Regions from separate parts of the Mus musculus genome. Here all the other regions are linked to region 3. The links are chromatin contacts, called in public Hi-C, HiChIP or PLAC-seq and promoter capture Hi-C maps. All regions are on one chromosome and are shown on one strand. The core of a region is the stretch at or near the end of the contact, and the rest is flanking DNA. Distances in the headings are between cores, read along the strand shown.

Region 1 (3,583 bases), core at 515-3,014, 940 kb before region 3:
GGTTCGTCCCTGCTGTTCCTGTGGCCCACGTCACACAGGGTGCTGCCTGTGGTCAACCTGATGTGGTTATGGGAGCCATGATAGGGTTGGCGGCGATGACAGCACTGGGTTCCAAGGCCCAGGGCTTGCAGGAAGGTCTCTCGGAAGCGAGTAGACATGAGGCTGTAGAGCACCGGGTTGGCTGCTGAGCCGAGATAGAAGAAGATGCCAGAGGCAATGTGGACACACTGGTAGGCCAGGTGCAGGCCTTCCGTTGAGTGTCCATACACCAGGCTCCACATGATACGGTCAGCATGGAATGGAGCCCAGCAGATGCCGAATACCACAACCAGTGCAACTGCAAGGACAGAGAAGAGATTTGATCTTCATCATGCTTAGAGTTTGCATCTACAGCTCACTATCTTCCGGTCCTAGAAAAGCAGACAGGAGAGCCAGGTAGTGGTGGTGCACACCTTTAATCCCAGTACTTTGGAGGTAGAGGCAGGTGAATCTCTGGTCTACACAGCAAGTTCTAGAACAGCCAGAGCTACACAAAGAAACTCCTTCTCTCTTTTTTTCCCTCTTCCCTTTTCTGTCTTTCTCTGGCCTCGCTCCCTCCACCCCAAGCCCCACTTGCTCTGGTCCCTGCTAAGTCTGGCCCATAGGTTTTTTTTGTTTTATTATTATTATTATTATTATTATTATTATTATTATTATTATTATTATTAGTTTCTCATTACGGATGGTTGTGAGTCACCATGTGGTTGCTGGGATTTGAACTCATGACCTCCAGGAGAGTGGTCAGTGCTCTTACCTGCTGAGCCATCTCACCAGCCCTGAAACCCTTTCTCAAAACAATAACAACAACAAGCAAGCAAGCAAGCAAACAATACCCTGGAAGCTCAATTCCTTCCCCAGACTGGAGGAAGCTCAGCTTTCTCCTCAACAATGACTTACACAGCATCTTGGTCACCTGTCTCCGTCCCCTATCTTGCAGCTGAATCCTTCTGTGGGAGGTCTCCTGGGTTGCTGCGGTTTTCCTGCCCTTGACCTCCACTTGGAGCAACATCCTCTCCCTCCGCAGCCGCAGCCCAATGAGCAGATACAGCACACTGATGGTGACCATGGGCAGACAGAAGAAGAGCAGTGCGGTAGTCAGTACCACCAACTTGTAGAAGTCCATGGGACCCACCAGCGAACATATAGCTGAGTCGGGCACCGGCCCCCGGCAGGGCACAGTTAGTTGACTGAGGCCATGCAGGCTGGTGTTGGGCAGAGAGAAGAGAGTAGCGAGGACCCAGATGGCCCCCACCATGCGGCGCACATGGGCCCGTGTCATCACAGACTTGGCTTGGAGTGGGCGCACCACGGCCACATAACGCTCCACACTCAGGGCTGTGACATTGAGCACTGAAGCTAGGCAGACGGTCTCTAAGAGCAGTATTCGGAAGTAGCAGGCACTCGCACCCAGCTGGAACGGGTAATTTTGCTGCATCTCATAAAGCTCCAGAGGCAAGCCCACCAGGAGCACCAGCATATCGGACACAGCGAGGCTGAAGAGGTAGAAGTTGGTGGGCGTGCGCATAGTCTTGTTGCGCAGGATGACGGTGCAGGTCAGCCCGTTGCCCAGAGTGCCCACCACGAAGATCAGCAGGTACGTGACACAGATGGGGACAAACTGTTTCATCTGCTGTGGCCCCAAATACTTCAGCCTCAGGGCCTCATCGGTAAGGTTCAGATCCTCAGGTTGATAGGGCCACTTGAACTCACTGATATTGCAGACCAGGGGGCTCCTTGAAGCATTTGGGGAGAGCGCTCCAGGAAAGATGGAACAATTGAGGCAGGGAGGAGTCTGTAGGATAGAAGGGGGAGATACCCAGAAGTCATTTAGGTAATCCCAGCTCTGTCCTAAGTTATCACACTGTAGAGGACTGATTAGTCACATGCCACTGGGAAAGAAAGCATCTGCCACCCACTAAAGTGCATTTCAACTACAGAGTATCCGGAGTGCAAACCTTGAAAATAATAAAATTGGCCGGGCAGTGGTAGTGCGCAGCTTTAATCCCAACGCGAAGGAAGCTGAGGCAGGCAGGTCTCATGTGAGTTTGAGGCTAGCCTGGGCTACAGAGCAAGTTCCAGGACAGTTAGAACTACAGAGAGAGACACTGTCTAAAAAACAAACAAAAACAAACAACAAAAAACCAATCAACAACAACAACAACAAAGAGTTATCCTCTATCCTCTACACACATACATGCAAACAGTATATATGCACAAGTACACACACACACACAAATGAAATACTTTTTAAATGATAAGATTGGCCCTTTACAATCTACTGGAATCTTTGAAGAAATGCCAGGTTTTTCCAAGAACGCTTGGCTATCTCCTTTGGCTGTCTCCCTTTTAAGACAGACTTCAGGAGAGCCACTTGATGTGGACCTCAGAAAAGTGGGTGCAACTGCAGTATTGCTTGGTCTTTAAAGAGCCGGGGCTCCTAAAGCAACTGCCAGGGCAGACCTGACCTCCCCAACTCCAGGTGCAAGATCCCGGTATTTAATCCACAAAAAGCATCGACACATGGCAGACCTGACATACAGAACGCTGTGTGTGACCTTGGTGTGAAGAGAAAGCCACCGTAGGGGTTAAGTGAAGGAGTGAAAAAGCTAAAAAACTGTACTTTGACCCAAATTTGATTCTGTTTTCTGTCACCTGAATCACTCCCAGTCTAAATATTTTATATTCTTTGCACCTACTAGACCTGGAGTTCTCACTCTCGGAACTCTCACGGAGAGGAGCTGGGGATGGGCAGGTGACAGCCCAGGTTCAAGAGAGCAGCGCTGAGACGACAGTCATCAGAAAAATGACAGAAATAAACTGACTAACTGAGAGGTCTCTCCCACAACCCCCAAATGTCTCACAGAGTTTTTCCACCCATCTCACTCTGAGAGCCGCTCCTGTCAGGGCCCGTATCCCGCTCACCTACCATGCCTTCTGCCCAGGAGGTCCTGTGCGCCCTGGCTCCCACTGACAGATAGATGCTGAGCTGAAGGCGACCTGACAGAGGCTGCCCTCCCCGCCTTCCTGGTTGCTTCGCCTGTTGTTCACAAAATCGCCACTAGAGGGCAACGCTGACCCCGGAGCTTGGAGTACTTAGGACCACTCCCAAAGGACTCTACCTGCATCCAAACCATACTAGCTAGCTGTTGGAATCACCCGGAGCTGAGAGTGTCTTCTTTTTCTAGACAACAATCCCATTTTACAGGTGAGAAGAAAAGAAAAAAAGAGCCAGAGAGAGGAAGTCCGTGAGACTTGGGTCTAAAATGCTGTCCCCACCTGCAGCACGCCGACTGAGCAGGACTTGTTCCGTGTCCTGCAATTCTTTCTGACCCACATTTTCAGACAACCTTCTTACGCACCCCTTAAGCCCCTGAAAGTCAGCAGCCTACAGAGTCTCATCCCCGTGACTCCACTTGTACACTCACAGGATAGCAATCCCCCCAATACACACAGTCTCATAAGGGGTTTCCAGCCCCGGGGTCCAAGCACTAGTCTCCTCCAAGGAAATCGCCCTCTCTCTTTTCAGCACCTCCTCCCACACCGA
Region 2 (3,360 bases), core at 556-3,055, 810 kb after region 3:
GTCTGCTGTTTCAGGTTCTGCCATCTTACCTTCTCCATAAGGATGGACTAGAATCTGACTTGCAAGTAAAATAAGCCTGTGTCCGCTAAGCTTCTGTTTATCAGAGTATTTTACCACAGCAGCAGAAACAAAACCAGGGAAATTCATGGATTTGGTTTTGCCTTTTTTTGTGTTCTGAATTGAGATTTTTCAAGTCTGAAATTGTTCTGTAGGTCTTCTGTCATCTTGTAGGTCCTGGGCCTCTAATTCCTGGGCTTAGGTATCTGAAGGATCTGGAAGGGTGAGTTCCTGAGAAGGGAATTCCTCTACATGGCTGACCTTTTCAGATAGCCCTCAGCTTCTGGAATGAAACTGTCCCCTGTCAACTTTCAGACCTCCTTCCTACTCCAGATGCTAGCTGTTCTTCATTCACTTTGGGGAGCGGCATTTTTACCCATACAGTGTGGTTCTATCCCAGGATCTATGCCTTCATTCCACTGGTGTGTGCCCCAAGCCCCATTTGTTGTTCTTCAGAAATCCCTAGGTTAAAGCTGACCTTCCCCTGTATAGGTAGAAGTAATGTTATGCAAGACACCCTGAGCCTGTATCCTCCCGCTGGACTGGACTGAGCCTCCTGGGCAGCAGGAGGGATAAAACTTAGAAGTGCCAGGCATGCCACATTCCCTTTTCTGGTGCCCAGTACAGAAATACTCCTGACAGCTGCACACCCCCCCCTCTCTCTCTGTGCACATGTACACACACACACACACCAGTCTAAGAAACAGTAGAGTCAAATCTCATGAACAAAGCTTGCAAAGCACCCTCTGGTGATGCTCTGACAGAACCTTGTTGTCCTCTCCTGCCTTCTTCCTGATTTCAACCTATGACCCCATGGACTTGCTGGAAACAAGAACAAGCCAGTCAGTACCCAGGTGAACCTGATTTTCCTAGGAAGGGCCCAGGCCTCGGTAAATTGTGTGTCTGTCATAAAGAATACGAGGGTACAGTTCCTCGTGCTTTCCCCAATTCATGCCAGCTTGCTTAAAGACATTCTTCAGAGAGCTTTTGCTCTGCCACTCAGGAAGGACAGAGCTACAGTGTGCTTCCTTTATGAGTCTCTGGGGAGTGGTTTCTCATTGCTGTAAGCTTGTCTCTTTTCATTCTGAGTCAAAAATCCTGTTTATGTCACAAAAGCCAGAGATCTCAAACCAGACCAGTGCCTCACTGCAATGAACATTAGCAAGTGAACATGTGTAGACAGAGAGACATACTGTGGGACACACTGTGACAGTATTACAGCTTCCATGATGAGATATTTTCAATGCTTTTTTGTTTTTGTTTTGCCTGCTTGTTTATGTGTTAAAGGCAAAGAACAGACACCAGGGGGATGGGTGACCAGTGGGCTGGGAAGCACAATTTGAAACCCACAAAGAATCAATTAAAAGCAAAACAAAACAAAAAACTCCAACTCCCCTCCTCCCTCCCACGCTGATCCTCCACCCCTGCTTGGACTGAGTGGAGTCTTTGTAAGCCTTAAAGAAAGAACTTTCATCTTGGCTATGTTCCTGCTTGCCCTTTGGGGTGGCCCCTTCAGTCCTGCTTTCCTGAGCCCCAACCGACTGGGGTGCCAAGGTTAAGGCAAGTACTGGCAAGCTGGTTCCAATATGCATATGCCTGACAAGGTCTGGGTGAGCCAGTTCCTTGATTCAAAGAACAATTTCCTCCAGGGCAGCCTGATTTCAACATCCATAACTCCCTGGCCCGCCCTCAGCAGTGATTAACAAACAGAACAAATGTAACCCTCCCTCTTTGGTGGTGGTTAGAAAACCCAGAATTCAGATGCTGGCTGATGGTGGCTGACTGGAAACCGACTTCCAGATTTCTTACTCTTGCTCAAGGGCCCTCATCACGTGCTACCTAGAGGCACAGGTCTCTAACCTTACTATCTGACAGGCAAGTAACAGATTATGTGTGGTGAGAGAGCAATACAGAATTTGAAAGATAAGGGCTTTTGTCTTCCTGTGCAGAGCTTCCCAAATGCCTGTTGATTTCATGAGGGGTGGGAGGGAAACCTGTGCTGTTTGTTTGTGATAAGCTGTTGTACTGTTTTCTTAAAGCTTATGCTTAAGGGGCAACTTTTGGAAAGTTTGTAAGGATGGGGTCTGGAACCAGCTTTGAGATTAGAGGGAAGGGCAGAGAAAGGGATTGAAGTTAGGGTTGATTACTGATCAACGGTAATTTAATCAATCAGCCCATCCCCTGTATTTCATGATGCGGCCCCTATGAAAGCACAGAGGGATTGGGTTGGGGAGCTGCCAGGTTGCTGAAGGTGTGGAGGATAGGTTGCACCAAGAACACAGAGAGCGGCCATGTCTCTCCCCCAAGCTCTTGGCATTTCTCCACTGCTGTCTTGTTGCACTATGGGTGCTGCTGCTGTAATGAACCTCTGACTGAGTGATTCTCTGAGTGGTTTGAGCAGAGCTGCTCTGAGGCTGAGTAAAAGAGCCTCTGGTCTGTAGCCAACTCTGCTAAGTGGTTGACTTGACTCATACATGCCTGGTAACACAAGAGCTGTGTGAGTGAAAGTGTGCAGAAGGAAAGGGTCGTTGGTTTTTCCCTTATACACATGTCGAAGGGTCAGCGACCAACTCCTCACAAGGGAGCTGGTTCTGTCTTATCCTTCCTTGAGTAACCTTTTACTATTTGATTGAAAATGAGGCACAAGGATAAAATGGACAGACAGTCCCAATGCCAGTTTACTCACACACAAACTGGTACTCGGAGCCTTCTGTATGCTGGACACTGATCTGCATGCTGCAGACTCAATAGAGAGGAACACTGAGTTTGGTAGAGAGGGACATTAGAACAATGATTGATCCCACCCTGCACATGCTACTAATAGTTGGGAGAGGGATGCATAAATACACAGAAGGTGAGGTAATGATAGCAAGGAAGGGAAGGAGGCCCAGGGCCACAGACTGGGCTGCTGGACCCTGGGCTCAACAGGGAAGGTGTCACGGATGGGACACTAGCAGAACTTTAAAGGAAGTAGGTGATCAGAGCTGACATCGTGTTTATTATGTATATCATCTAGGGGGAGCATCTTAGAGGTTCTAAGGCCATAAAGAGACATCATGACCACAGCAACTCATAGAATGGAAAACAGGTAATTGGGCCTGGCTTACTTTTGAGAGCTTTAGTCCATTATGGTCATGGCAGGAAGCATGGCAGCAGGCAGGCAGACATGGTGCTGGAGAAGAAGCCAGGCATTCTACATCTGGATTGGCAGGCAACAGGGAGGGGGAGACACATTGGGCCTTGGCTGGAGCCCCTGAAACCTCAAAGGCCACCATCAGTGACACCTTTCCTCCAACAAGGCCA
Region 3 (3,450 bases), core at 377-2,876:
TCCATATTTTCCTTTTCCTTTGTTCTCTCCCCATGTATTAGCTACCTTTCCTGTTGCTGTAATAAAATACCCCAAAAGAATTTGCTTAAGAGGCAAAGGCCTTATTTTGGTTCACAATTCAAGAGTATGGTCCACCTTGGGAGTAGTCACATTGCTTCCAAGGTCAGGAAGTTGAGACTGATGGAACCTTTGAATGTTTCTGTGTAGCTTTTTCACTTAGGTCTTATACACTATAGAATTCTAGCTTATGGAATGGAATGGTATTTTCCACTTTACCTACTCTCGGGTTTCCCCACATCAAATAACATAATCTAGATAATCTCTCATAAATTTGCTCAGATATTTGTTTCCATGATGAATCCAAATCCCATCATGTTGACAGTCAAGATTAATGATCACAGTCAAGATTAATGATCATTCTCTGAATTTAATGCTCTTTTATACAGTCTCTCTTTGAAAGGGAATCAAGACTCAGGAAGGGAGGCAGAGGAGGAAGTTGGTATATATATATATATATATATATATATATGTATGTATGTATGTGTGTGTGTGTGTGTGTATTTTTTTTCCAAGTGTTGAATCCAGGGCTCCCAAACGACTAGGTTGGGAGTCTGCCACTGTGTTCTGAAACTTAAGTTTATGTTGATGGGAAGACCTATGATAAATGCTGGAGGATATTTTGCAGTGATTGTGTGAAACTGAGTGGATCCCAAACACCAAAGGTAGTAGAAAGGCAGGAAAAGACTAATGGTCCCAGAAAGACCCGGGTGACTTGAAATGGTAGATGTACCAGGTTTAGCAAATCAAAGTATATAGTATGTCCAGCTAAACATGAGTTTCAGAAAGACAGCAGATTAATTTCCTGTATTCTGTATTGCCGGGTTTACTATTCGTTATCTCGCAACCCTAAAATGGGAAGGCAGTATATATAAGGGGGTTGTAGGTCCACATGTAGTGGAAGGGTGTAGTAACTTTTTTTTAGTTTTTCGAGACACGGTTTCTCTGTATAGCCCTGGCTGTCCTGGAACTCTGTAGATCAGGCTGACCTTGAACTCAGAAATCGATCTGCCTCTGCCTCCCAAGTGCTGGGATTAAAGGTGTGAGCCACCACTGCCTGGCTAGGTGTAGGAACTTTTAAAACCTTCCCAGCTGTCACATTCCAGTACTCCAGGATGAATTTCCAGTTCTATAAGAAAGGAAACTGCTTTGAATTTCAGCTTTACCATTTGCCCCATGATGGACCAACTGGCAGGAAAATGCTAGACCAAATGCTGTGGAAAAGTTCTAGCTTGGAAAACCAGCTCATAAATGATGTGGAGATTTTTGTACTGCAACCGGGCACTGGATTGGGTGCATCGGACGGTGAGTCATAGGGCCTCTGGCCAGGCTCCAATTAGGGACACCAGTTCAACTCTAGGGCCATAGGAGATGCAGCCAAAGGCCCCACTGTGCGCCTGCGCTACTCAGGCTCCGTCCTCGCCCGGCCCTGCATCCGGGTCTCAGGGAGGGGCGTGTCCGAGGGGAGGGGCAGGCCGTCGAGGAAGGGAACGATGTCGTGGGAAGCTGGAGAGCAGGGAGGGAGTGAGGCGGGGATGTAGGCGGGGCGGGGGGCGGCGCGGCGCGCGGGGTCACGTGACGTGCGTGGCGACGTGTCGGCCATCTTGTGTTGTTGAGGCTGAGGATTGACTTGGGTTCTGAGAGACTCCTGTCCCGGACCGCAGGTAACCAGTGGCTCGGTGTGTGTCTCCCCTGCCCGCGGCCATCCCGCGCCCAGTCCCCGCCATAGCGCCCCGAGCTGCCGTGGCCCGGCGCCCACCGTCGCGTCCCCGCCGCTCCGGCCCGAGCCGGCCGCATGGACACACTCAGGCTGCCCGGCAGCGGCCACGGCCGCTGCCGGCTGGGGGCGTCAGACCTGGGGACAGGGCAGGTGCGAGGTCAGCAGGAGCCTCCTCCCGTGCGAGGGTCCCGGCAGTCCAGGGAGCGTCCCGGCCGAGGGCAGCCCCCTGCTTTCGCCCCCGTGGCATCGCGGGGGAAGCCGAGGAGAGGAGGCGGGAGGCGGGGTGGGCAGTGTCAGGCCGGAGGGTTCGCCTTCCGCTGCCCGCTCCTCGGGGCTGGTCGCCCGCACAGCCTCGGGGTACCCCGGCTAACAGCTGCTGCGAGCCGACAGCTGCTCCTGCCGGCGCTCCTGCCCGCACCTGCCCCAGGGAGGTGCGCCCTTGCCTTCTCCACCGAGCATCTGGACTGGGGAAGACTGCTTCTAGGGCTGGAGGACTGGTCTTGAGCAGGCCCCAGGCAAGGTGGAGTCATGATCTGATCCTGGGACTGAGAGGCTTGGGAAAGTAGAGCCCCGGGCAGCCCCGGGGACCCGAATGTTCATACCGGCTTGAAATGGGCAAGCAGTTTCCCACGAAGCACTCTTGAACACTTTGGTTTTGTAGCTGAAATATAAATCAAGCCAGCAAGTAAGGAAGGGTGTGAAAGGAGCTGATTGTGTGACCGCGTTTGGGAAGCAGTAACGTTGCTTTGCATTTATCTAGTACGGTCTCCCCTCACCTCCAGTTTTCTCGAAAGTCAAAGCACTTAAACACACCTAGTGGTTCTATTAGGAAGGTAAGTATTCCAACATAACTTAAGAAATGAAGGGACTCAATCAGTGATGGCTTCCCACCTAGTCCCATCTACCTTGAATTATAGGTAATTATGTTTCAGAGTGTTGTATACAGGGATTGTAGTCTTCCTTATGTAGTTACTCCTCTTTAGTAACAAATGACTTCCTAAATTACAAAAACTATTATCCTACTTTTTGTACATGAGTTTTCATCCTTTTTTGTGGCTCTGACTGGCAGAATTTTTCCTTTTGGTTAGAACATATACTTTGTCTTCATTTAATGATATTTCCCTAATGTAGCAGCTTTTAGATTGCCTAGACTGGGATATGTACTTCACTGTCACATAAGAAGACACTAGGAAAACATTTAGAAGTGACATATGTCTGGAAAAATACCAACGTTGAAGATGTTGGTGATTTGCTAGAAAGAAAAAGACCATACCTTTTTTGGTACTTGACAAAGGATTTAGAGTTTTGTGGCTGGGGAAGAAGAGATTATGTACTGTATGCTGCCATTCTTGTCTTTTCCTTTCTTTTCTGTTTGACTACAAGTACTACAGTATGTAGTGTGAATGCTGAGGGACAAACATTTCTGTTTGTGTTGCGCTCACTTCTGGACATCTAAATACTTAAGTAAAAATATACAAATACTTCTTGATGTGATGATTGGGCTGTGTCCCTTAAATTGATTGAAAGTTGAAGTATGTAAGCTGAAATTGCATTTAAAGCTATCAGTCTGCTGCCCATTAATAACAGCAAAGCCTCCTATAGAATCTTGATCATCTCCCGCTTGTATGGTTAGATTTTATGTGATTTTGTGACTCTCTGGTCCTAGCCAGCAA
Region 4 (3,440 bases), core at 273-2,772, 800 kb before region 3:
CTCCTTAAAGGAAAAGCTCACACAGGCCCAAGCGGCTGGTGGCGGGACTGGCACGTGCGCGCGGGGATGCGGGCCGGCCACGTGCGGCTCGCGGGCCGACCCTGGGTCCAACTGCAACAGTTTCCCGACACTGCACGTTCCTCTCCTCTCCTCAAGCTCCGCATAGGGGCCTCCGGGTGAGGATGGGCCCAAACGCCGGGGGTGAGCCATAAGGGCAGTTCAGTCTCCTCGCCTCGACCTCAAAGCTCTAAGGGACTTGGCACCCATTCACCCTCCCCGATTCAAGACTCCGGGTTTTCCTCACTCCCGATTCCACGGCCCCCAGGAGACAGACAGCAGGAATGACCAATGGCAGGGCGCAAAGCGTCAACTTTGTGTTCGCCCGCCACTCTCAGCCAGTGTGTGCGGGTTTCTCCCAAGTCCCGCCTTCCGTGTCGGGCGCCCCCTCCTGGCGACACACAGTCGGACGCTATCTGCCGCCATCTTGAGTGTGGCGAAGTCGTTTCTCCGAACCCGTTTATAGCCATTCTGGTCGCTCTTCTCACAGGGCAAATTCCTTAGTTCGACAGCCAAGTGAGACAGCGCTAAAAATGGAGTAATATAGTATTTTGAAGTTGTTCGCGTGAGCCGAGTCGCCACGTCACGCCACGCTTGCCGAGTCCAACGCCATCTTGAGTGTGGCGTCTTTATGGTTTTTCTTTTCTCAGGCTCCGCGTGGTACCGTAAATGGCTCAAGTTTGAAGGAACCCCTTCAAGGACTAGTCCTAATGGCCGGGGAGACAAGTTTCTCCCAGTTGCACACTGTTCATATGCCCACTGGAGCCTGCAAAATGTTAGGGGAGAGGGGTAAACTCGATGGCCGGGCGGGGCTCTGGATGATGTTAAGAGCTGTCGCGACGGCAGTGACCTCTTACAGCAGACGCTGACCAGAGAGCCCTGAGGCGCGACACCGCCTTGTGGCGTGAGGCCCCAGGCCTGTCTCGCTCGAGGACACCGGGACTTTCGCATGAGTCCCCCCAAGTGTGCAGGGCGCGAGGCCCACTCCGGAGCTGACCCTGGACGGCGGGACAGTGGTGGGCGGTGGGGATCACTAGTGTCATCGAGGCGGAGGGAAAGGAGGACGGGGCGGAAGGTGCGAGTCACAGTCACCCCGTTGTGTGGACTGATGTTCACTTGAACTGGGACAACTTGCTCTTCGGTGCGGGCAGGTCCCGGGCGCGGGAACCACGCGGGACACCGCCCGGGGCAAGCGCCGCCCATCGCTCGCCTTCCCCTCCCCCTCCCCCTGGCGGGCAGTGCTCCCGCTCCCCCTCCTCCCTCCCTCCCCCTCCTTCTTCCGAGCAGTCGCGAGGGAGGGGGAGGACCGGGGCTGGGCGGGCAGCTTTGCCGCGCTTTAGCTTTCTGCGTCAGAGGCCTTAGCAAAACAGCTGCGGGAGCGCGCACGCGCGCGACCCCCCTCCGGCGTGGCGAGACCCAACAAAATTCAACACTCTGAATGACAGTGCGGCGGGGGACTGCGCAGCGCGCGCCAAGCCGAGGCACTGCCGCTTTAAGCTCACTTGCCCATTGTTCGGAATCGAGCCAATGAGAGGACGCCCGCTCCCTGCGCTCAGCCAATAGCGCCGGGACTAGGGTGGCTGAGCACCGCCCACTAATCTATATTAAAGCTTCTGGCGCCGCGTGAGTCCCCCACTGGCTGCTCCGAAAAGCCATCTTTGCATTGTTCCTGGGTCGTGCTCCGCGCTCGCTGCAGCCACCTTCGCCGCCCACCGCCTCCTCCAGCGCGGACTCCGGCAGCTCTCTCGCCAGAGTCCTCGAACTCGACTTTTAATTCCCTCACTCGCGGCATCGGACCACCGGCGTGCCCCACCATGTCAGACGCGGCAGTGGATACCAGCTCCGAGATCACCACCAAGGTGAGGCTGGACGCCGCCCGCCCCCTCGGGGTCTGCGCGCCGTCGCCCGGGCGGCGTTGGGGCGCGTGGTTGCGGGCTTTCAGGAAAGCATCACGCAAACGCTTTTCCAGGCGACCCCGCCACCCTCCAGCGGCGCGATGGCCCCGGGCAACACTCTTTGTGTGCGGGGGAGGGGGCGCGAAGCGGCGCGGGCATTGGTGCCGCCGTCGGGAGCTGGCCGATGGCCTGGGGTCGCCTCGGAACTCGGACGCAAACGGGGAGGGCCGAGACGCGGATTCTCGAAACTTGTTTGCGAATGGTTTGAGCGCTCTCGGGGCCGGGGTCGCGGGGCCGCGGCGCACGGAAATAACTTTGAAACTCCGGCGCGTCCGCAGTCGGAAGTGTGGGGGGCGCGTGTGCGGCGCCGGCGAGCTGAGGGCGCCCGCGGCCGAGTCGCTCTTTGTTAGGCGCCCGGGTTCGCGCCCTATAGCGGGCCGGCCACCGGTTATCCGGGATGACGCGGATGGGGCGGCGTGCTGCGCTGGGGGGATTCTGACCGCGACACCTAAGGGTCTGGTCCGCAGCCACGGGTGAACGCGGGTGGTCGTGTTTGTCCCCGCGGCGGCGGACCTCGTCGCAGGGTCAGTCATTGCTGACGGGGTTGGGCCCGGGCGGCGAGCCCACGCGAGAGGGGGAGGAAATAGAAAGTGAAGCTGCGGAGCGGCTGGACGCCCCCCCACGGCTCCCCAGCTGCGGTGGTGCCGTGGCGGTCTAGAAGCCCGCGCAGCACCGCGGTCCTGGCTGGGGTCCTGAGGCAGGGGCTCGCCCTCCCGGTGGAGTCTTCTCCACCCTCAGCCGTGTTCGGTTCGGACTCGTTGCTTTCAAACACCTCGATGTTCGCACCCCGCTTGTCCCGCAGTGGGGACTCAGTCCCAGTCGCCTTGTTTCTTTAAACTCCCGTGGCTCGCCATCTCCCTCGGCTGGTGCGACCCCGTGCAGAGCGCGCTCTGGAGCGATGCCCGCCACCGCTGTAACACTTTGTAGCAAGCATGGTCCCACCTCCGCCCTCGGCGGGAGTCTCAGGTGAATTCCCGCGAGGTCCAGCGCTCCTAGGGAGCGCCCCCCCCGAAGGTCTCGAGGGTCGGAGCCGAGGAGCTCCGAGTCCCTGGTGACCTACCGCGAGAGCTTGGCGCCAAAATCGGAGCCGGAAGCCGCGTGTTGCCCCTCACAGGCAGGACCCCAGGGGGCAGCACGGAGCGGGCTTTCTCCAGTGGGTGACTCCGCTCCCCTGGATGAAAGCGGACCTCGGGTCTCCAGGGCACAGGGCGCACTTGGCGCCCCGGGCCACGTGCTCTTTGCGCGCGGTGCGTGCAAGAGGCTCGCGCGCGTAGTTCGCTGGGTGAGCTATGCGCCTGCGCACCGCTGCCACCCCGCCCCCACTCACTCCCCCGGGCTTCGGCCGCCAGGGGGCGGAAGCGGGTGCAGTGGGGTCCTAGGCAGGCCTCCGGTGGGCGCGAACCCACCATTGCCGGCAGGTAACCCAGC
Region 5 (3,873 bases), core at 1,210-3,709, 970 kb before region 3:
CATCCTCATCATCTTCCTCATCCTCTGAGGCAGGAGCAGCAGGAGCTGCTTTTGCTGGCTTCACTCCTTTTACTATTGGTGGCTCAAACTCATCCTCTTCCTCATCATCTTCATCCTCATCGCTATCATCTTCATCCTCTTCATCTTCATCCTCATCACTGTCTTCCTTCTTGGCATTCTTACCGTTCTTAGCCCCCTTAGCTGGAGTGGCAGCTCCCTTTTTACCAGGAGTTGGTACCAACGCTTTTGCTTGTGCAGCTCCCTTCTTACCCGGTGTTGGAATGACTTTGGCTGGTGTAATGTTTTTCTTAGCTGGTGTGGCTACTGCCTTTTTGCCTGGGGTCACAGCTGCTTTCTTAGCTGGTGTGGGAACTGCAGCCTTTTTTGTTTGTGAAACAACCACCTTCTTTGCTGGGGTTGTGGTAGCCTTTTTGCCTTTTTTCTGAGGGATGACAACCTTGAAAGCAAACAAATCATAAGCATTCCTTTATACCCAATGCTACATTAAGAGACTAACTTTGAGCACAAGAAAATGGACATTAGATAGGCTTAAAAAAAAAAAAACAAACAACCAAGAACTGGAGAGATGACTCAAAAGTTAAGCACATGTGTTACTCTTGTAACATGTAACATTCACATGTGGCTTTAACTCCAGTTCCAGGGGATCCAAGTACATTCTAGTATGAGGGTACCAAGCATGCTTAATGGGTGCGCGCACACACAAAGATAAACATTAAACCCTGAAATAAGGAGACATGGCTTTCAATACTTTAAAAAAAAAAAAACTGGACTCAGCACCTGAGCTTTTCTAAGAAATCTGATTGAGCATGACCATAACAACGGTCTTGAGACAAGGTTTCACTATGTACTACTCCCTGCTTGCCTGGAACTCAAAATTCTGCCTGTTTCTGTCCCCTGTTTTGCCGACTGTCTTGCAGAAGGAAGGAAGGAAGGAAGGAAGGAAGGAAGGAAGGGAGGGAGGGAGGGAGGGAGGGAGGGAGGGAGGGAGGGAGGAAGGGGCTTGCCATTCAACCATTTACTACATATCCTGTATTTCTAAGACTTCCAGACATTCAATTCCACCGGTTTATTGCTGCAAATAGCTTCTTACCTCCTCTTCTCCACTGCTGTCATCTTCATCTTCTGACATTTCTTCATCTTCACTATCCTCTTCCACCTCCTTTGGAGGAGGAGCCATTTTCTTGGCCTCACCGTGGGTTTTGCCAGCCTACAAACGCACACAAAAATTGCACGCATTTTCAGTCACTTTGCCTTTGGCCACCACCTTTTTCTTACTAAAGGACACAAGCATAAAGACTTCTTCTTGGCCAGGCATGGCATTCTCCTGGCAGTTTTTTCTGCGAACCGCGCATAATTTTTTTTTCCTTCTCACAGATAACTGAGCAGACAGAACTCTACACCAAGAAACAGCCACAGGTTATAAAGTCTCCTAGTCGTGGCCATCTATTTTCTGGCATCTTCCACAAAAAAAAAAAAAAAAAAAAAAAAAAAACCCAGTTAAAGGGATCCCTTTAAGTTATTTGCTGGGGAAGGGGGTATCTCGAAATCACCTCTTAAAGCAGCACCACGTAACCCAACTGCTTCCCACTTTCTCTCGCTTCCAGCCCCACCACGTGGAGTCACCACGCCGCCACCTCAGGGGTCCACCACGTGTCCATCCCGGTCACCGGCAGAGACAGCAGATCGCCGGGCCACCCATCCATCCCCACGCTGCCGTCCCCCTTTCCGGGGTACTACAGACACTCCCCCACTGCCCCGGGTCGCGCGACACGTGCGGGGCTCCGCAGAGCACGTGGCGGGCCGCGCACCAGAGCACGTGCGCGGGGAGGCGGGGCCCCGGGACCGCTCGCCGCCTAAGGTTGGCCCTCTCTTCCCACGCCGTGCCCCTATCCGCTCTCAGCTCCTCCGATCTCTCCTCACACCGTCCCCTCCCGCCCGCTACATCCGAACCCTCGATATCGCCCTCCCGGAAACCTGCCTCCGCTCTTCTCATCCCCCTAAGTCAGAGGGCAAGCACCGCGAGACCTCCCGCTAGTCGCGCGAGACTTTCCCCCCCAGCATGGCGCCCTCGAACGCGCCCGGGATTGCGCGCAAGCCCTCCTCCCCTCCGCGACGGACGGGCGGGCGCGCGCGCGTCCCTCCGAAAGCAGGGGCCTAGTCGTCCGCGTCGGCGCGCCAAGGCCTCTTACCTTTGCGAGCTTCACCATGGTGGCGGATTACGGCGGCGGCGCGTGTGGAGAGCGAGCAGCTCGGAAGAGCTCAGCGGAAGCCACACGAAAGCGACTGCAGTAGCGGGTACCGACGACTCTGGAGCACGTACAACCGCCTGCCAGCTACAGCTAGCGTCTGAGGCAAAAGACTGAGCCTGCCCAGTAATCGCCTCTGGAAAGGCGACGAAGGGGGTCCTCGTGACTTCGGCTCCACCAACCAGAGCTCGCGTCCGTCCCCGGAGCCAACCGCGAGCCTTAACGCGGGGCAGCGTGAGGCGGGCCTAAGGCTTGACGAGGGCGGGGCTCTTAGGGGCGGGGCCTGACGTCTGCTCCTGAGGGCGGGACTCGTTTGGGCCCAGGCGGACGTTGACTGGTCAGTGTGCGGGTCCTTTGAATGCTCCTGAGCGCCGGGCTCTCCCCACGCCTGCGCAGTGGGACGGGCGAGTTTGGCGCGGCTTGTGTGTGAGGCGCGGGTAGGTGGCGGCGTGGCCCGGATTCCCTCAGGTGTTCCGAGGCAGCATGGGCGGCGATGCTCAGGTGGTCTGGGCGTTTCTCGGTGCTTTCCCCCGCGCCGCGTGGTCCTGCTGAAGAACGCCGGAAGGCCTAGGGTTCCCTCGGGCTGATGAGCGGGCCTCGGCCTGTTCTCCGCGGAGTCGCGAACGGCTTCTTGGCTATGATGCGAGTCCCCGCTTTCCTGAGAGCTCCTAATAAAAGCAGTTGTGCGTGTGTGTGTGTACGAGCAGTGCACAAGCGATCCATGTAATGTCGGTGACCTCTCGCGGTAGGTATAACTCCAGGTTCAGAGAGGTGACTTCCTGGTGTGGTGGGGAGAAGTACTCGGCCCGCCTGTGACCACGCTCACAGGTTCCCTCCATGGCGGGGGGAACGAGAGAGTTGTCTGGCGTTGCTTTAAATGGATTGCAACCAACTGGTTCCAAGCATAGCACACAGGCGCCCTTCATCAGCTAACAACATCCACTAGAAATGACCTGTGGAGTTTTCGTCCGGAGTTGAGATAGGACTTTATTCTTTACTGTCCTAGAGCACACATGTAGACCATGTTAGCCTCGACCTGTATCGGCACGCCTGGCCCGACCTAGGAGATGTTATTTTATGAGACAGGTTTTCTCTGTGTATTCCTGGCTGCCCTGGGACTCACGCTGTAGTCCAGGCTGGCCTTGAACTCAGAGATCCCCCTGCCTCCCTAGTGCTGTGATTAAAGTCATATGCCATCATACCTGACTTCAACCTCGGGAGATTTTAATGCGAGTGGGATGTGTTGAGTCCCCAAGTTTTTTTATCTGAACTCGGGCCTTTGGAGATAAGTAGAAATAGTCACTGTGTGATGCTTACTTACTACGGCCTTCCCAACGCGGTGGAGGGCAGCCACAGCTACACACCAGTGCGCTCTTGTCAGGGCAGGAGATGGCGAACCCGAGTTGTGGTGTGGGGGCATTGTCTTTATAGCGAGACCGGTCACACCTTGTACTGTATATTATGGAACCAAGGGAGACTCTTGGGTAGAGAGGTAGGAAGGGTGGTGTGAGGAAGACTCTAGATATTTCCAAGCAGAGCAAGCTAAAGGCATTCGGGAGGAGACAAGAAGATGAGCTGTGAGTGTGAAATGACTTGGGTGACATGG
Region 6 (3,611 bases), core at 54-2,553, 830 kb before region 3:
AGGCAGAGGCAGCAAGGCCAGCTAGACTCTATGAGTCTGAGAGCAGCCTGGTGTACAGAGCAAGATCCAGGATATCCAAGGCCACACAAAGAAACCATGTCTCTAAAAAACCAAAGTAAAGAAATACATTAAAAAGTCAATGGGGACGGGTGTGGTGGCACACACATTTAATCCCAGCACTCCGGAGGCAAAGGCAGGCGGATTTCTGGAGTTCGAGGTCAGCCTGGTCTACAAAGTGAGTTCCAGGACAGCCAGGGCTATACAGAGAAACCCTGTCTCGAAAAAACAAAACAAAACAAAAAACAAACAAACAAACAAAAGTCAATGGGAAGTAGGTTAGGTGGTCTCGTCCTGTCTCTCCCCATCTTAAACCACAAAATTAGGTTTAGTGCTTTCTCTGTGCCCACCCCCCAGTCAGTGTTTGGTCCTTTCCAGTTCCCCCAACTGAGCTACTGCCCGGGGCTAGGTTCTATGCCCAGGAACCCCCTGGCAAGGGCTGTTCTGGCCCCTAGAAGTAAACTGCAGAGACCTAGAAGGTGCCCCACAGCTGCTGCCAACACTGCCAACGTTTACGCGTAAGGAAGAAAGGGTCCTCGCAGTGAGTGAGTGAGCGCTGAAAAATGAATGCTGCCTTGTCCCTGCAGGCTCCCTGAAAGCTCTGTGTGTGTGTGTGTGTGTGTGTGTGTGTGTGTGTGTGTGTGTGTGTGTAAGTAAATAATTTAATGGGAAACTCCGGAAGGAAGGCAGCCTGAGGGAGACTGGCCTCACCCAACAGAAGGCAGCATATTTAACATTTCCTTAAACAGTAGCTGGGAGTGGGGTGCCTCAAAGGCAACCCTGAGAAATAAACCATTGCTCTGGGCTCTGCCTCTGGGGGCTGCATGTGGCTGGATGAGGATGATTTCCTCTGGGAATAGTCGGCCAGGTCACCCTCAAGATCCCTGCTGTGGCAACTTAGAGATCTGATCTGGAGTGGCCAGCTTGGTCAGACCAGGCAGCTTATGAGCAAGGACTGGAGGACCATTGGCCTTCCTGACGCTGGGCTGACCTCCCTACTCAGGCCTCTGAGCGACTCCTCTTGGATCCAACCTCCTTAGCCTGGAGGGAGGGAAGAAGAGAGAGAGCAGTCAACCGTCTGCCCTGAGGCTGCTAGCCAGTGACACAAACATTTCCTTTTGTGGAGCCTCAGAGGGCTGGGGCTGCAGCCAAGGGTCTGAGAAAGGCTATAAGCACATACCCTGGATGGTTGTAGTGACCTTGGCCTACAGAAGCAGAGGCCCCACCCATCAGGCCCTCACCCTCTGTGCAGATAAAGGCCTTCCTTGCTGGTTTCTTAAAGCCCTCACAGGTGGCTTCAGGAGGAAGTGGTCACTGCTTAGCCAGGCTCTCAAACCAACTTCTCCCTGTGTTGGTGGGTGTGTTCCTGAGACTGTGGGTCAGCCAGACACCACAGGTCTTGTCAGAGGGTCAGGGTGGAGAATGGGCTGTTAGGCTCTCAGGCCTGCGGCACCAGGCACAGAACAGAACCTCCTTTTTAAGATCCTCAGAAGCTACTTTTGGCTACTGGGGATACAAGGTGACTCTTGGGCAGGCACCCCTGAGATGGGAAGCGGGGGTGGGGCACGCTGCGTGGATGGAGATGTGGTTGTTTCTGTTCAAGTCTGTTGCAGCTTCAGCCCTCGGCTGCTTTTCACACCAGAGGCCAAAGCTAGCAGGACTTCTATCCCACAGCAAGGGATTGTCCACTGCAGGTTCTCTGTGCCTGTTCTGGATATAGGACAGTGCCCCCAGGCAGCCCAGAGCCTAACACTGGCCTGTCACTCGGATCTTCCTCTATATTCTATCTTAGTTCCTGCTTTTGCCCTCCCCAACCAGTTGCCCAAGGCCAGTGTCTCTCTGGCCAGTATGGTATCTCAGCAGACTTGAATGTTCCATTTCATAATTTACTGAAGGATTTTTTTTTTTTGACCTAGTCTGAAACTATTTAGACCAAGCTGTCCTTGAACGCAACAGAGATCCACCTCCTCCCTTACCCTCAGAGCTGGGACGAAAGTCATTCCCAACCACACCCTGCTTTTAAATTTTCTATTGCTAATTTGAGCCTGGGGGTCCCCTATGTCCCAGACTGACTTGGCCTCCAATCGCTGTATAGTTGAGGATAAGATTGAACTTACAATTCTCCTGCATCCACCTCTCGGATGCTGAGATTACAGGGGTGTGCACTACCATGTCCAGTTTTGTTTTTTAAAAGATTTATTTGTTCTGTTTATATGAGTACACTGTAGCTGTCTTCAGACACACCAGAAGAGGGCATCAGATCCCATTACAGATGGTTGTGAGGCACCATGTGGTTGCTGAGAATTGAACCCTGATCCTTGGGAAGAGAAGCCAGTGCTCTTAACCACTGAGCCATCTCTCCAGCCCCACATGTCCAGTTTTTAGTGTGATTTCGGGCTTCAAACCCAAGACACCTTCATGCTAGGTAAGCAAGCACTTTTTTTTTTTTTGGTTTTCTGAGACAGGGTTTCTCTGTGTAGCCTTGACTGTCCTGGAACTCACTTTGTAGACCAGGCTGACCTCGAACTCAGAAATCCACCTGCCTCTGCCTCCCAAGTGCTGGTATCAAAGGCACGCACCACCACGCTCGTCAAGCAAGCACTTCTTACCAGCTGCATCTTTAGCCTGGTGTTTTCTTTCTTTCTTTGGGATGGGGTCTTTTTCTTTGGGATAGAATTCACAGCCTTGCACATGCTAGACATTCGGTTACTCTGGTACTAAGCTGTACCCCGCTCCCCATCTTCCTCCCCCTAAAATGCTTTTAGTAGGAGCTTAGCTCACAACCATGTCTACCCGGATCTCAGTGACATTTGTAACTGCAGCAGAAACATGATCCAGGACCAGGAAGCTTTTGCCCTCCAGCCAGCCAGGCTGGTACCTAAGCCTCACTCTGGCTGTCCCTCCCAACCAACACCCCTGGGATTCTCATCCCCTCTGCTCTCCCCTAGACCTGAAAATCACCTCCTGCCTGAGCTTTCCCAGGGCCTATCCCAGCTAGTTTCATCCCAAGTCTGAGAATGGGCAAGACCAGCAGTTAGATCCCCACAGCTGTGTGTTAGATCTTAAACTGAGGTGTCTATTTTACATATCAAAGTGGACCTGGCTGCCTGGTTCTCCCAGCATCTCTCAGAACCTGGCTGATGCACCCCACCCCACCTGCGCCCTGAACTCTCCAGCATGGGCCCCGTTCCCCAGCTACCTGTCCTTTTTATCTCTTAGTCTCTTGGCCACTGCTCTTTGTTCCTGCCCTCCTGGCCTCTTGGTTTCTGATTCTTCGATCCCTGCTCTCTTCACATGGCTTGGGTCAGTCTGCCCACCATGATCACTATGGACTCTCCCAGATGTCTCTGCCTCCACCTGTGCTCTCCCTTGTATCTATAATAAAAACTTCAACCCCTTAGGAGCAGCCATGTCCTCCCTTTATTTCTGTTTCCATTCACATTTAACTCTCAGAGTTGAAGAAAAGTATCTTATTAATGTCAGTAGGCAACTTTGCCTAGTGCACAGGTGCAGTGTACCAATGAACAACAGGCTACAATGACGGGATTTTTCCT
Region 7 (3,586 bases), core at 38-2,537, 900 kb before region 3:
CACCCCCTGGGACAAGCCGGAGCTCCTCCCCCTTCCCCTCCCCCCACCCCAGGCTAGACACTGTCCCCAGCCCACAGCCCGACTCTGTTTTCTGCTCTGCTGAAACTCCCAGCGGATGTCTAAGAGTCTGAGAACCCCACGGCCCAGGCCTCGTTGCAGGCCCAGGGACCCCTGAACCAACTCCAGCTTTTTCCCACCCGGGAGGTGTCTCAGCCCCGGCAGCAGTCACAGTGGCGGTGGCATGGAATAAAGGCAGTCAAACTCCCAGCGTTCCGCTTCCCCAAGAGGCTGTGCCTAGCAGTGGGGCAGTCATGGACCCACAGCCTTGCCCCTAGGAGAGAAGATATAAACATAGACCCAGTTCTCCCTAGGGATGCTGGGGTCCCTAGGGGCATCATCAGATGGTTGCATCTCCTCTTATCCCCAGGAGCAGGAACTACACCTAACCTGGCAACTAGGGTGAGCACAAACACACAAATAGAACCATCCACTCCAATGCTGGGGATGGAACCAGAGCATGCTGGGCAAGTGCGCTACACTCAGCCAAACCCAGTCCCCGGCTACCTTCTTCATACAGTGGGGTTATCTGGGGACCAAGCTCTTCTTAGGATTGCCCTGGAGTCTGTACCCATTAGTGGTGCCCTGCCCTCCCAGCCCAGATGAGCAGGTAGATTGTCCTGTGTCAAAAGGTTAACTCTAGCACTAAGGATAGCCAGCCTAGATGCCGCCCAGGCCCTGGCCTCCACTATTCCTCCTCATTGCTAGAAAAATTACCAAAGAAAGACCGGCCTGAAAGAAAGAAATTGGGGTCCTGAAGTAGCCCAATAGAATAGAGAGATGGTGGGAGGGATAACCTGGTATAACAAATGTCTGTAATCCTAGCTCTTGAGAGGCTAAGACAGGAAGATCAGAGTGGGAGACCAGCCTCAACTACATAACAAGAGCACTGATCCCCTGTCCCCAAAATAAGTTTAAAACCTACTAATTCAAACTCAGCATTACCTTCCTGTATCATGCCCCAAAGTACAGTTCCCGAAACCACTCACAGCCCTGCGGCTGCATCTGCACCTACCTACGTATCTCCATCTTAAACCAAGACAGTTATTCTTCATTTCCTCTGTACCCACTACTCTGGCTATGCAACACCACCTATAGTCAGCTCGCCAGGACAGCCACTCAGCAGACTCAGGACATTCAGGACCCTTGCTCTACAAGTACCTGTGACATCATCAGCTGCCCACAACCTGCTGTGACCTCACCACCTGGACAACTGAGCCTAGCAGGGCCAAGCCACTCCTTCCCAACCACCATAAGTAGCAGGGGGCATAGATGACCGCTGAGCCCTTGGAAGACCCTGAAGCCAGCAGCAGTTCTACACATGATCTTCCCGAGGCCTCCTCGGACAACACAGCTGATGAAAACTCTGCAGATTTACCCGGAGAGTCCGAAGGACCAGACTCCCTGCCCGATGACGTCCCACCAGGAGACATCGACGAAGTGCTAGCTGAACATGATGTAGATCAAACCTCTGAGGCGAAAGCCATCACCACAGAGCAAAATGAAGAGCAGGACTTCATTCGGACTGATACCTTCATGAGACAAGATGAGGACCTGCTCTCCAAGCAGATTTCCACCATCACGGAGAAAAATGTAGACCAGGCGTACATGCAGATTAACACAGTTTTTGAGCAGGATAAAGACCAGGCCTCCATACAGACTGCCACCTTGATGGGACAAGATGAAGACCAGGCATTTTTGCAGATTGTCACTTCTGTGGGACAGAATAAAGATCAGGCCTCCATACAGACTGCCACCTTGATGGGACAGGATGAAGACCAGGCATCTTTGCAGATTGCCACTTCTGTGGGACAGAATAAAGATCAGCCCTCCATGCAGATGGACACCTCCATAGGGCAAGATGTAGAGCCAGCCATCTCCACAGATACAGCAACTTCTGCAGTCAAAGATGAGAGCCCAGATATTCCACATCAGGGCCAGGACAATCCTGAAGAGACCACATCTTTGCTGCCCCAAGACCCAGGTATCCTGCAAGTGTTTGTGGGTTTCCAGAACCCAGTGTGGGACAGGCTAGCTGAAAACAACCGTACAAGTCGGAGCCGGACGGTTTCCCCGAGTGACTCCCAGACCCAGGAAAAGACACTGGGAAACCCGAATGTTCCAGAAGGGCAGCCAGTATTAGTTCCAAATGCTGACGTGCTATCTAACCTGCCTGAACATGTCCAGACTTCGGTGGGAGCTGCTGACCCACCCCCTTCCGATACCAGTGGTCGCGACCCAGAACCCACGCCTACCACCAACTCGGCCAAGCAGGAAGCTGAAGGGTTCAAGGCCTTGAACCCTGGGAGCAAAGCTAGATCGCCAGGGCTGACCAGTGAGGATTCAGCTGCTGACTCAGGTATCCCACCGGATCCACCTGACCCAGGCTCCCCAGGTGGCAGCCCACCCCACTCTCCAGATTTCTACCAGGTGGCCCTGGGCAGGAACCTTCTGGACCCCAATCTGTATAGACCTGATGTGGAGAACGACTACATGCGCTCCATGACCAGCCTGCTGGGTTGTGGAGAGGGCTCCATCAGCTCCCTCACAGACATCCTGGTGTGGTCAGACACAGCCACACGCATGGGTGTGGCTGTGGGCATTCTGGCCTCGGGCTGCAGCTCTCCAGCTGACCGGCTACAAGACGAGGGTCCCCGCCTGCGGACTGTCGCCAGCCTCTTGCGCAGCGCCAGGTCAGCTTTCTCCTCTGGGGTGATGTCTGGAACTGGCTCAGCCCTGCACTCTGTCACGCACCTGCTGGAGTCTGTGGAGAGACGGACTATGGAAGGCATCCGTTCAGCTATGCGCTACCTGGCCCATCATCTCACCTCACGCTGGGCCCGCACTGGCCCCAGTGGTAACTAGACCAGCAAGCCCCCTACTTCTTCCCCAACCCTGCACTAGGTAACTGTCCCCTGCCTTTCAGTAAATAACCACAAGCGTTTATTTTCTAAGCTCTGCCCTTATCCATGCAGTGGGACAACAGGGTAAAAGGACCGATGGGGCCCACAGGTAAACCGAGGACATGTACCTGCCTGTTGCTCAGCCCCATGCCCAAGCTACCGATTGAGGTTTTGGAAGGTAGGAGAGGGTTTGGGGGTAGAGGGTACAATATCAGGCCTCACAGGAGGGATGCGCACACACTTAGGCTGGCCCTAACAGAACACAGCTGTCACTTAGGCTGTTGTGAAACACAAGTGACATCCCTCCTAAGAATGAGCTTGTGGTCTAAATGCGATGGAGATTTAGGGGAAAGGGCCTGGGATAAGTACAAACATAAACTCTGGGAGATACGGGCAGAGCTTGTCTCATCAAACAGCAAAGGATCACCAGGCTGTAAAACTGCATCATTCCAGTTAGACATAAACTGTGTTTAACTCTCCTGGCTTCTCCAGGGCAAGGCCTCTACATTTCTTCTTGTTTTTTGTTTTGTTTTGTTTTGTTTTTTTGTCTTTGTTTTATGGGTTCTTTGTTGTTGTTGTTGTTTCTTTGAGACAGGGTCTCATTATGTTGCCTTGCCTTGGCCTGG

Evidence for each region. Promoter capture Hi-C pulls out the DNA fragments that hold promoters and counts their contacts. Hi-C and Micro-C count contacts between places; a contact is called where the count stands out from the background. HiChIP or PLAC-seq counts read pairs in DNA pulled down with a chosen protein or histone mark.
Region 1: a promoter capture Hi-C map of pre-B cells shows a contact between it and region 3, with 3 times the contacts expected there. The contact joins the promoter of Nmur1 here to the promoter of Gigyf2 in region 3. A contact is called at or near these places in 4 of 39 promoter capture datasets (hippocampal neurons, liver and pre-B cells) and 1 of 115 datasets of contacts at active chromatin or transcription factors (astrocytes).
Region 2: a contact with region 3 is called in a promoter capture Hi-C map of pre-B cells, with 8 times the contacts expected there. The contact joins the promoter of Ugt1a6a here to the promoter of Gigyf2 in region 3. A contact is called at or near these places in 2 of 39 promoter capture datasets (hippocampal neurons and pre-B cells), 1 of 484 Hi-C or Micro-C datasets (B cells) and 1 of 115 datasets of contacts at active chromatin or transcription factors (large pre-B cells).
Region 4: a FOXA1 HiChIP or PLAC-seq map of pancreatic cancer cells shows a contact between it and region 3. The contact joins the promoter of Ptma here to the promoter of Gigyf2 in region 3. A contact is called at or near these places in 1 of 39 promoter capture datasets (hippocampal neurons), 1 of 484 Hi-C or Micro-C datasets (B cells) and 3 of 115 datasets of contacts at active chromatin or transcription factors (embryonic stem cells, memory CD8 T cells and pancreatic cancer cells).
Region 5: a Hi-C map of muscle stem cells shows a contact between it and region 3, with 4 times the contacts expected there. The contact joins the promoter of Ncl here to the promoter of Gigyf2 in region 3. A contact is called at or near these places in 2 of 39 promoter capture datasets (cranial neural crest and pre-B cells), 2 of 484 Hi-C or Micro-C datasets (B cells and muscle stem cells) and 1 of 115 datasets of contacts at active chromatin or transcription factors (astrocytes).
Region 6: a promoter capture Hi-C map of pre-B cells shows a contact between it and region 3, with 2.6 times the contacts expected there. The contact joins the enhancer-like site here to the promoter of Gigyf2 in region 3. A contact is called at or near these places in 2 of 39 promoter capture datasets (hippocampal neurons and pre-B cells), 1 of 484 Hi-C or Micro-C datasets (regulatory T cells), 4 of 115 datasets of contacts at active chromatin or transcription factors (astrocytes, bone marrow-derived macrophages, embryonic stem cells and 1 more) and 1 of 9 other capture datasets (macrophages).
Region 7: a contact with region 3 is called in a promoter capture Hi-C map of liver, with 6 times the contacts expected there. The contact joins the promoter of Tex44 here to the promoter of Gigyf2 in region 3. A contact is called at or near these places in 3 of 39 promoter capture datasets (hippocampal neurons, liver and pre-B cells) and 1 of 115 datasets of contacts at active chromatin or transcription factors (astrocytes).

What each region holds. Positions count from the first base shown.
Region 1 is chr1:86,386,377-86,389,959 of GRCm38.p6, forward strand. It overlaps Nmur1 (neuromedin U receptor 1), which reads right to left and starts at 1,765. Exons shown (of 2, transcript NM_010341.1): 1 at 937-1,765; 2 at 1-337. The coding sequence starts at 1,765.
Region 2 is chr1:88,133,004-88,136,363 of GRCm38.p6, forward strand. Ugt1a6a (UDP glucuronosyltransferase 1 family, polypeptide A6A) reads left to right here and starts at 1,806. Exons shown (of 6, transcript NM_145079.3): 1 at 1,806-1,932. The region is part of intron 1 of Ugt1a10 (UDP glycosyltransferase 1 family, polypeptide A10); the gene reads left to right. All of the region lies in intron 1 of Ugt1a9 (UDP glucuronosyltransferase 1 family, polypeptide A9), which reads left to right. The region is part of intron 1 of Ugt1a8 (UDP glucuronosyltransferase 1 family, polypeptide A8); the gene reads left to right. It also overlaps Ugt1a7c and Ugt1a6b.
Region 3 is chr1:87,325,372-87,328,821 of GRCm38.p6, forward strand. It overlaps Gigyf2 (GRB10 interacting GYF protein 2), which reads left to right and starts at 1,627. Exons shown (of 29, transcript NM_146112.4): 1 at 1,627-1,721.
Region 4 is chr1:86,525,035-86,528,474 of GRCm38.p6, forward strand. Ptma (prothymosin alpha) reads left to right here and starts at 1,523. Exons shown (of 5, transcript NM_008972.3): 1 at 1,523-1,916. The coding sequence starts at 1,872.
Region 5 is chr1:86,356,996-86,360,868 of GRCm38.p6, forward strand. Ncl (nucleolin) reads right to left here and starts at 2,460. Exons shown (of 14, transcript NM_010880.3): 1 at 2,211-2,460; 2 at 1,112-1,228; 3 at 1-457. The coding sequence starts at 2,228. C130036L24Rik (RIKEN cDNA C130036L24 gene) reads left to right here and starts at 2,589. Exons shown (of 2, transcript NR_015507.3): 1 at 2,589-3,012.
Region 6 is chr1:86,491,073-86,494,683 of GRCm38.p6, forward strand. No RefSeq gene overlaps it. Among named protein-coding and RNA genes, the nearest start is that of Gm41907, 20 kb to the left of the region's middle. Within about 2 kb of position 1,304, at least 142 of the 459 cell types and tissues checked have an H3K27ac peak or open chromatin away from gene starts, as enhancers often do. A contact at or near this core is called in bone marrow-derived macrophages, embryonic stem cells, macrophages and 1 more, where this site is marked.
Region 7 is chr1:86,425,042-86,428,627 of GRCm38.p6, forward strand. Tex44 (testis expressed 44) reads left to right here and starts at 1,288. Exons shown (of 1, transcript NM_027966.1): 1 at 1,288-3,008. The coding sequence starts at 1,330. The coding sequence ends at 2,922.